Linked DNA regions of Capsicum annuum: region 2 is linked to region 1. A link is a contact called in public Hi-C data. All regions are on one chromosome and are shown on one strand. Each heading gives the region's core, a stretch centred on a gene start, on an enhancer-like site or on the middle of the called end of the contact. The rest is flanking DNA. Distances are from core to core; before and after follow the strand shown.

Region 1 (5,497 bases), core at 1,610-4,109:
TTGAATTTCCACCATGTTCTCATCTACTAAATTAAATCTAACAACTCCATCTTTTTACCATTAACTTTCTTTTTTAATTTCCACAATTTCATTATCATGTTGAGTGAAGTAGTTGTTGGAAATGGTAACACCAGTAGTCCATGAATAACGTCAATAAGTCCATCAGTGCAACGTGCAAGATAGCAATGGTCGATCCAAATATTCGACGATGCAAATATATCAACCATTAACTTTCTTTTTTAATTTCCACCATTTCATTATGATATGAAAGACATTAATTTTCGTAAAAATCGATTGAAATATCAAAATGATCCGCCTATGATGAAGAAGTTATCGATTATTGCATCTGTAAAGAGGAAGAAGTAAGTTACAAAAAATCAATTTTCGTGACAATGCATGCGTTCTGATACATCATAAATTTTTACATGTGATTTTTGTTTCTTTATAGATATGATACATTCAATATATTGCATCTGATACATTTAATATACCGCATCTGATACATAGATTCAAGGCTAATGCTTTATGATACAGAATACAACATATATGTGATTATGGTTCAGTTTTATACTTGATACATGTAATATACTTATTATGATACATAGAGCTAATTTTGTCAAGATTTTAGATTTATATGATATATTCTGAAAATTGTATGTGAGTTTTAGTTTGTTTTACACCTGATACATTAAACATTATGAGTATGATACATAAGTATGAGATATATCATTACTTCTGATACGTAGTAAATGTTGAAGTTGATTTGTATTGTTTTTTTCATCCAATACATTCAACTTTATTTGAACTTTATTTATGTCCCAAAAATAATTTTAGATGTTTTAACTGAAGTTTCTGCCATGGATGACATCTTCAACAAATTAACAAAGCTCAATTAATTTATTGTTGCTTTAGAAGAAGAACTCAGAAAAATCGAAGCTTTCAAACGTGAACTGCCCTTTTGTATGGTTCTCCTAAAGGATGGTCAATTTTTTTCTTCTGTTTTTCCAATTCTCTGAATTATTTTAGGAATTTAATTATTTATTTATTGTTTTTTATTATTGTTACAGCTATTGAAAGGTTAAAGGAGGAAGCTTTGCAATATAAAGGGAAAGATAAAAGGCTTGTGATGGAAGAAATAAAGAGATATAATTGCTCAATTAGAACCGCATTAATTGCTTCAATATTTACTCTTTTATTGTTATTTTCCTTTTTTATAGTCAATCAGTTTGGGAGTTATGTATCTCTAAGTTATATATCCGGACCAAACTTATGTATCATATCCGGGATATTAAGTAATTAATATAAAAGTTGAGAGAAAGAGTAATTAGGTAACAGAGTGTTGGAATTTATATTGTTTACCCATATTTTATCAAACGATCTCAAAAGGTCTAATTTGCCATTGAGTTTAGCAATGTAGGAACCTTTTGAACCCCTTTTCTACATAATTTCATTTGATGGCGGTTAAATTTTGAACTACAGTAAAATTGTAGCTTCTTAACTACTGAACATTTTTTAAGACAAATATTATACCTTCAATAAGGAAAGAAATTAAAATCTAAAGGAGAAATAAGGCATCAAGTTCCACTAATCCTAGCTTTATCTAAAGTTGTCAATATGGGTCAGGCCTGCAGGGTCAATCGGTCCAGCCTGTAGTGTGATAGGATTGGGTTATAATTTTTACAACTTGTTTAAGAAAAGGGCTTTTTAACCCGGCTCGTATGATGCCTTTGGCCCGTGGGGCTTGAGCACTATGGGTTGGGCTGGCCAAACAAAAAATAATTAAAAAATAGAATAGAGTACTAAGAATAAAAAAAGGAGTCCAAACTCAAAATCGATTCGCACCATCACAGATATTTAAATATTAAATATATTTATAAAATATATAAATAATTAAAAATATAAAATACTAAATTTTTTAAGAAATTAAATATGTTTAATGAAGATGATATGGCGATATTGAATGCGACATAAGTGCCGTGAGTTTTTTGTTTTTTTTAAGAGTTCATTTTTACTTTTAATAGACTAAATATTGATATTTTTTTTTGTTTTATTGTGATCAATTAAAACAAAATCAAGTTAATATTGTTATTTAGCTTGTTATATTATTACTCATTAACAGTTTCGTTTGTTTTTTAACATCTTTATTTGATTTGAATTTGGTGTCAAAAGTTATTTAATTTCACAGATTATTAACTTTTTTTGTTAAATTTGAGACTTGATTAACAAGTAATAATTTCATGAAATATTATATTATAAATATTTATGCAATTAACAATTTAAAATTTATGTTAAAATTATAAAAATAATATATTTTGAAAAATGGGTTGGCCTGTGGAGGCCCGCACCGCACAATGTGATGGGTTGGGCTTGCTATTTTCTGGCCTGTGATATTGATGGGTCAACCCGACTTAACCCGTCAACTCCAAGACCTTTGTGAACTAGCCCAAATGGGCTGAGCCGGCCTATATTTACAGCTCTAGCCTTATCCCATATTTTATTTGGACCTTCAATTCTCTTTTCCTTTGCTTTGTAGCTTTATTCATGAAATGAATTAGATTAAACTCACCTTGATAGGTCGTTATCTTTAAATTTGTTAATTACCACGTGAATAAATCCAGTAAAAATAGTAGGAAAGGGGAAACACTTCTTTTAAGACCTTCTTGCCCTTCATGATTTCCAAGTGCTCTGAATCATTATTGTTCAATTTAACCTTCACGCACTTTGTTATACTAGTTTAAAAACCTGCCTCAATGTTTTTTTAATTTAATTTTCGAATTTTATTAATACAAAAACAAAGCAAAATAAATTGTTCCTACTTTGATGGATCAACCCATCATAAAATTTGAAAATGTAAATTGGGCTTATACAATTTCGGATAAAATACCCGGCCCAAACCTAATTGATTAAGACATATATAAGCTCCCCTATGGTGTTTTAATTCATTTTGTTGTCTTTTTCTCCGCCGATTGAGCTCATTTCCAGGTGAAAAATGGTGTGCCCTCCCCTGAATCTTCAATTTGTCTTGCCTGTGCTTTGGGTCATCAACATTTTGCCCTGGATCTTTGATGCTTGTACTATCTTCAGCTCTTAGAAGTAAGTATTTGTCCCTTTGTTTCCTTTGAATCTTACTATTCAGCTCAACTTCTCCGCTTTTAAACTTTTTTCCTTCATTTTTGCTTGTATATAGTTGAGTTCTCTGGTGGATGGGATGTTTCTTCTTTTTTGGTGCTGAATTGAGAGTCGTAGGTCCTTGAGACTGATTGCATGTCCAAGTAAGCTTTGATTTCTTCTTTCTGTCCTTCTTCTTTAGTTGTGGCTTCCTATTTACTCCCCTTTGCTTACAGATGCGGCCGAGAGGGAGATAACTGGATGCTTGGAGCCGCAAATATTTTTGAACTGCCTTCTGCTTCTCAGGTGTATTAGATGCATAGATGTCAATTGACCCTTTCCCCTTTACTAAAAGTCCTTTTTGATGGATGAATCTGTATAAGCTAGTCAGCTGTTGGGTTTTGTTATTGCCCTCCTGGATTGTAAATGTTTGCTTGTGATCCCTGGTAGTACTTTTAGCTGTAGCCTTCAGCCTTTTCATCATTTTGTTGATGATAATCTAATGTATGGACACTATAGCTTGTCACTGTTAAGTATCTTCTTTCCTTTAATTTCTAATTGCTGAAATGATGTTATGCTGAAATCCACTTTGTCTATTGCTGTATTTGTTAAATGATCAGCCAACTAATTCCCTTCCCTCATTATGTGTTGGAATTGTACCTGTTTGTCTTTCAGTGTTTCTCTAATATGCTCTATAGAATCTAGCAAATTCCATGGATATCTCCATTCATTAGTCAGTATCTTCAACATGGTAAGAGAATCCGTTTGAAAAATGACCTTATTGAATTCGGCTTGTCCGCAGTGAATTGCTGCTTTAAGAATAGCATATGCTTCTACTTTCATGTTTGTAGTATCAACTATCTTAGCTCCTTGTGCATAAATTACATCTCCTCTTTAATCATGGATACTATCAAGATTTCAATGGGTGGAAAAATTTATACATAAATCTATTTTTCCTCTACCTATAGTAGTTTTGAAATTAGTTTTGGAACCTGCTAAAACAAAGACAAAAATAAAAAATAAGTGACTTAAAAATCTCATAACACAACGATGAGTATAAAAAGCCTCAACAATCGAAAAAATTCAAGTAGTTAACGTGTCTTAAAATCTCTTAGCTGCATGAAATAAAGGAAGACGAAAAAAATGAAAATAATGAACGCAAAAATATAACTTGACTCAACATCAAAATAAGAAAAAATTTTAAAGTAGAAGACGCCAAATTTCTATGCTTCTTGCAAAATCTGGAAAATTATTTATAGAATTGTAGACATTTTTTATATAAGGTAAAATTCTAATCAATTTAGAATTATTAAATGTTATGATTTCTTACCTATATAATATAAGAACTTTAATTAATTAAAGACCTAAATAATGTATAATGTTGATTTTTTTTTCACAAAAAAATCCTAAACCATCTTCGATTTAAAAAAGAAAGTCCATAATAGAAGTCCTTAAAAATAGTTTCTTTTTTAAAAAAAAATCCTAGTTAAACATCACACGTACTACTGTATCTGGAAAACTTTTACTATATTAATATTTGGACAACTTTTGAAAAATTAATTTTTAATTGATTTGAGTGAAAGTTTAGTTTGAGTTGGTTTTAGTTGTGTATAAGTAGTGGTGGACGTTCAGTATTTTCAAAGTTCAGGTTTGATAATTTGTTAATCGGTATTTGAACGTAGATACCATATATCATACTTATAAACATCGGTTTGTTAATCGATAAATTAAACTTTTATTTTTGGTAATACCATATTAAAGTTGGAGATGTGCAAATGTATGTTTAAACATCAAAAATTATATTTAATAAAAACCCTATTTAGTATTTCTTTTGTTGCTTTTTACAAATATATTACAAAGGTCCAAGAGATTCTTTGGGATGACTAATACTATTGTCTATTGGGTTAATATATATATATATATACCAATATCTTGTGTCAAATTCAATCCCGAATACCGAAATATTAAAATCTTACTTCCAAATACCATACCAGATACCGAATATCAATTTTTTCAGTTCGGTTCGATAATTCGATTTTCGATATTTTATGCCCAGCCCTATGTATAAGAGTAGAATTAATAATTAAGAAATTCTAAAATATTAAAAATAGTTTTTTTTTAAAAAAATCCTAGTTAAACATCACACGAAACTATACTATATTTGGAAACCTTTTACTATATTAATATTTGGACAACTTTTTAAAAATTACATTTTAATTGGTTTGAGTGAAAGTTTAGTTTGAGTTGGTTTGGTTGTGTATAAGAGTAGAATTAATAATTAAGAAATCTTAAAATATATGGTAAGTAGTCCTAAAATATATGATAAAGACTCTAATTTTAGCAAAATTCGTATAAGAAAAACAAATTTAATGAATTTTATAAATTTAAA
Region 2 (5,255 bases), core at 792-3,291, 56 kb before region 1:
ATGTTTACGATCTTCATCATATAAAAAAGCAAGAATACGTTTTTGCATAACAAAATTACTATCTAACCAGTGACAAGTAATGGTTAAATAATCATTTTTATTTACAGCACAATCAAGAGCAGAAGTTAAGGATATTCTACATTGAATATTTGAGAATTGAGAGAGAATGAAAAATTGTGTGAAAAATGATTTGAAAGTGTAGGGTATTTATAAGAATTTTTTTGGGGTTAAAAAATAATTTTAAATGTAAAAAGAAAAAAATAATTATAAAGGTCAAACTAGCCGTTTGGACCCAAAAACGGCAATATAGTCGTTAGGCCAACGGCTAGTTTGGGCCCAATGTCCAAAATTCTGAAAAAAAAAAAATAGAAATTGGGCCGGGCCGATTAACCGGCGAGCATGGATCAGTTTTGGTCCGGACCGGATTAACCGGACCCAAAAAAAAATTAAATTGGCCCGAGACCCGATACCCTACAGCCCGTAGACTGATCGGACCAGGTCAAATCGGGTTGATTTTTGGAAGTGGACCGGATCAACCCGGCTCGTTTGACACTCTTACTTTGAGGTGGGAATCAATTGATTTTGTAGCCATTATGATTTTTTTCTTATTTTATATTTCTTTTTACAAATTTAATACATATTTTTTTAAACAATACTCCTACAGTATATTTTTCCATAGAATCATAAATAGCATATACCATATGCTGTCAATATCTTAAATATTGAAACTCAAAAGCACACAATTATGCACAATAAATAATATCTTATGATAACTTACAAATTAAATAAAATAAAATAAACTTTTTAAATATTTTATATATAAAAATAAAGATATGATGTAAACATGAATATCTCTTATAAAAAAAATATAGAATTAAAGAAAATTTATAAAAAATTACAAAATCAAATCTCTATGGACAGAAAACAGATTTTCCATTTAAGGCCAGATATTCAGTTTCACTTGATTCAACATTATAGTATAAGAAATAAATATAGACCCTACGGAGAAAATAACATGTTGCTGCCAAAAAATGAAGGCCCCATATTTGTGGTTCTAAATAAGCATATGCTATTCATAGTTTTCAATTATTCCACATTTCCGAGTGCGGAATTTAAATATGTCATCATGTTTTAAAAAAACCAATATATGCCACTAATTTAAAAAATTATAAAAATAAACTGTTTGCACAAAATAAGTATATAATATTATTTTTTTTTATTTTGATACCGTTAAAATAGAATAGTGCACTAAATGAGTACATTATTAATTATTTTTCATATATTGCACTTCTTTTGTGCATTATTCTCCTTTTTTTATAGTTTAATGCATTTTTTTAGTGCACTATTCATAAAATAAATGGATAGTGCATTAAAAAAGTGCACTATCCATTATTTTGATATCTTGTACTTCTTTTGTGAGATGAAATTTTAAGTATTTTATTATGAGATGAAATTTTAATTTTTTTTATAATATCAAATTGCAACATAACGTACAATGTAAAAAGTTATGTATTTGTATGTCAATGAATGCTGTAATTTTTTATGAGATGAAATTTTACGTATTTTATGAGATCAAATAATTTATAGTGTACTTTTTTAGTGCGCTGTCCATAAAATAAATGAGTAGTGCACTTATTTAATAAAAAAAAATGAATAGTGCACTATCCATATAAAAATGGATAGTGCACTTATTTAGTGCATTATTCTATTTTAACGGTGTTAAGATGAAAAAAAAAATATTATGCACTTATTTTATACAAACAATCTATTTTTGTAACTTTTTAAATTAGTGACATAGATTGATTCTTTTTTAAATATGGTGCAAAAGAATATTCATGTTAGAGTCTCCTTCTCATGGTCCATCACATTTAATTTTTTATTTTTATTTTAAATATTTAATATTTATATTAAAATTCGATTAATTCAAATTTACATTAAACACGACTCATTAGAAATCACACTTCTAACTAAGAATTTCTTTTTTATACTCAAGACTTAAAACCGATACTTTTAATTAAGCAAAAAGATGTATTTTTTCGTGGCATAGTGTTTTTATTATGCAAGCACTAATTCAAATACAATCCCCCTCCCCCCAACCCAACCCCGCAGATACATATTATAACCTCATTTAGACAAACTCTTAACATGTCCAATCTTTCTTCTCACTTTATAAATTCTTCTAACTTTACACCTTGTGATTCCTTACCTTCATTTTCCTCTTATTCTTATTCTTTTTTCACCTCTAGTTTTTATAAAGTTTCAACTTCAAGAACCTACCCCATTAGTTTAATTTCCACAAAGATCACCTTCTTACAGTATAAAAGCAACTTTAAAACAAACCCTTTCCAGAGAATTAGTAGTAATATGACAATTACTGAGTACAGAGATGAAGAAGATGATGAGAATCCTCCACTTTTACTTGAATCTGAGATGAAAGAGCCTAGGCGTATTGCTCTCTTTGTTGAACCTTCACCTTTTGCGTGAGTATTAATTACTCATTAAATTAATTATAGACCATTCTTGATTTCCTTTTTTTTTTTTTGTCGAAGATTCACTTTGTATAATTGTTAATTAAAAGTTGGGAAAGTTGGTTGCTTTTGCTTGCTAAATTTTGGTTTCTTGATTGTTTACGTTTGATATGTTGACTTTAGTTTATGTGATCCACTAGATCCATTTATTATGAAATCTTTATGAGGTTGTATGATTATGAGTTAAAGAAACTTTTGGATGTGTGGTGTTAGGGTTATATTTTTATTGGGCATAGTACATAAACAGACGCTCAAACTTGGCCTCAACTGGAATATATGAATTCTAACGTTGACAGTGTACATCTAGACACTTCAACTTGGTCTCAACTGGCAACTAAATGCTTTGACTCGTCCCCATTGTGTCTTGTGGGCACCCAATACTGACGTGGCACATAAATTTTGGAGGTGTTATGATGATCATTTTTTAAGTTGGAGTGTTTAATTGGCAAACTGGAGATGAGTTAGTGTCTGGATGTCAACTGATGCCAAGTTCGAGTGCCTGTTTATGTATCATGCCTTGTTATTATTTCATTATTATGCTTTTATGTAGAAGTGTAGTCATACATACTGACCATATGTTTCTTCGATGAAAGCATTTATTGCAAGAAATATTTTTTATTCATGTGTGCTGACAGACATTACTGTTTAAGAGTGGATTACTAACCATCTGAGTTGCATTATAGGGAAATGCCATTACTCTGCTTTGCATTTTGCAGTCGACTCTTCTTGCTTTGTGTGTCTTTTTTTTCCCTTGCAACATATTGTCATGTATCGGAATCCTGCCAGAGATCCTATGTTACTTTAACTAAGTTGATTGTCATAATGTGTTGTCAAATATCAATATTACAATGCAATTTGGTGTTTGATGAATCATATGCAAAGTTCTATGTAACTTCTATTTAGAAGTACAAAGAAATGTTTTTATTTTACTTGAATGGCATTGAGCATAAGTTGATAATGCAGTATCTTCTTTCTCATTTCTTCCTATGGACAGAAACTTCTTTCTCACTTTTATAGTGCTCATTACTGCTTCTTTACTTGAAGCTAATTGCTTTTCGCCACATTTTGGCTCTTCACTGGTCTTGCATGGTTCCTCAAGCTTACTCAACTTAAGAGGGATCCTCACAAGATTTGCAAAATATCAAACGTCATATTCTGTAAAGGCATTTTGTTTAAAATAGATAACCTTCAACCTTGAATATAAGTGATACTTCTTTCATCCTTTGGTTTGTCTTTTACTTTTAGGTGAGGGTTGGGTGGGAAGATCCTTTCTCCTAGAGTCTCTAGTGTCTTCTCTAGAAATTAGAATATTACCTTTCTATTTACATTGACATTGCAAATGTGATTTTAGACAAGATAGATTATAGTCTTAGAAAATTAAATTCATACTGAATTCTCTACTTCCATGATCAAGATTTATGCATGACTTCAATCACTTCTTACTCCCACTATGTTTGTTCTTCAATTGTCTTATTATTGATGAAAACCACTGTTTCCCTTTTGTGTAATACAGGTATGTTTCTGGATATAAGAACAGGTTCCAGAATTTTATAAAGTATCTCCGGGAAATGGGGGATGAGGTATATTCTATGTTTAACAATGATGATGTTAGTTTATGATGTCTGTTGGTGTTCTTTCGGTAGGGGGCCTGAATGACATGCTATAGCGTAACTATCTACTTGGGATATTTCCATGTTCATATTATTAAATCCAATGAATATTTTATGATATTATATCAATAAAAAATTTAATATCCGTTGGTCTTTTCTATTTTCTTTCACCTAAACCAATGTCAAGCAACTTGATATGCTTTTTCTGCACATTTTCAGCCAATGGTTATTCTAAAAGTAATTTAGCTCAGAGGTATCCTTTGATATAAATATACTCGTAGGCATAGTTCTTGTAGTCTATTAAGTGGAGTAGTATTTATGGCATAAGAATAGAAGATCTACACTTGACGATCAACTGCTGAACAGATCTTTGTGCATTTGTCACGCAGGTTATGGTTGTGACAACACATGAAGGAGTACCCGAAGAATTTTATGGGGCAAAATTGATAGGATCACGGAGGTTGCAACTGTTACCTTAAATATTTTTTGCTTTCCTTGTTTGAATAATTAACTCACTCATTTTTCCTACGTTACCTTCAAAGAGTTGAGGTTAAGGACTCCATGATTATGAAAAATTGTCAATATACGGAGCTTTTCCCGTCTCCTAAGAAAGCTTCTTTCTGAAGTATATCCTTTCTTGCAGTTTTCCCTGCCCCTGGTACCGGAAAGTACCCCTCTCACTTGCTCTCAGCCCTAGAATAATCTCAGAGGTAGCAAAGTTCAAGCCCGATATCATACATGCATCATCTCCTGGTATAATGGTAAGATTTCAGTTCTTTTCCTTCTTTCAGTTATGATATCATTGTTGCTATTGAAAAACTGAAGGGAATTAATGTTTTCCAGCTTCCTGTCTTATATAACTTTTTTTCCTTGTTTTTAGGTATTTGGTGCTCTTATCATGGCAAAACTTCTGTCCGTGCCAATTGTAATGTCTTATCACACACATGTGCCAGTGTAAGTTTGCTCCTTCCTTCTGGTTCTTAGCTCAAATCCATGTTGGAAAATTTGATATCTTAAATATACAACATTAACCCTGAAACATAAGTTCTATCTGACGATGAGGAATACTTAGCAATAAATCTCTGAAGCTTCTAGAATTATCTACACTATATCACTG

Evidence for each region. Hi-C and Micro-C count contacts between places; a contact is called where the count stands out from the background.
Region 2: a contact with region 1 is called in a Hi-C map of placenta, with 5 times the contacts expected there. The contact joins the promoter of LOC107842773 here to the enhancer-like site in region 1. A contact is called at or near these places in 2 of 5 Hi-C or Micro-C datasets (leaf and placenta).

The regions. Positions count from the first base shown.
Region 1 is chr9:58,361,678-58,367,174 of UCD10Xv1.1, reverse strand. No RefSeq gene overlaps it. Among protein-coding and RNA genes, the nearest start is that of LOC124887327, 5.8 kb to the right of the region's middle. Within about 2 kb of position 2,859, at least 5 of the 5 cell types and tissues checked have an H3K27ac peak or open chromatin away from gene starts, as enhancers often do. A contact at or near this core is called in leaf, where this site is marked.
Region 2 is chr9:58,416,644-58,421,898 of UCD10Xv1.1, reverse strand. LOC107842773 (sulfoquinovosyl transferase SQD2) reads left to right here and starts at 2,041. Exons shown (of 11, transcript XM_016686797.2): 1 at 2,041-2,480; 2 at 4,042-4,108; 3 at 4,528-4,598; 4 at 4,782-4,899; 5 at 5,019-5,092. The coding sequence starts at 2,146.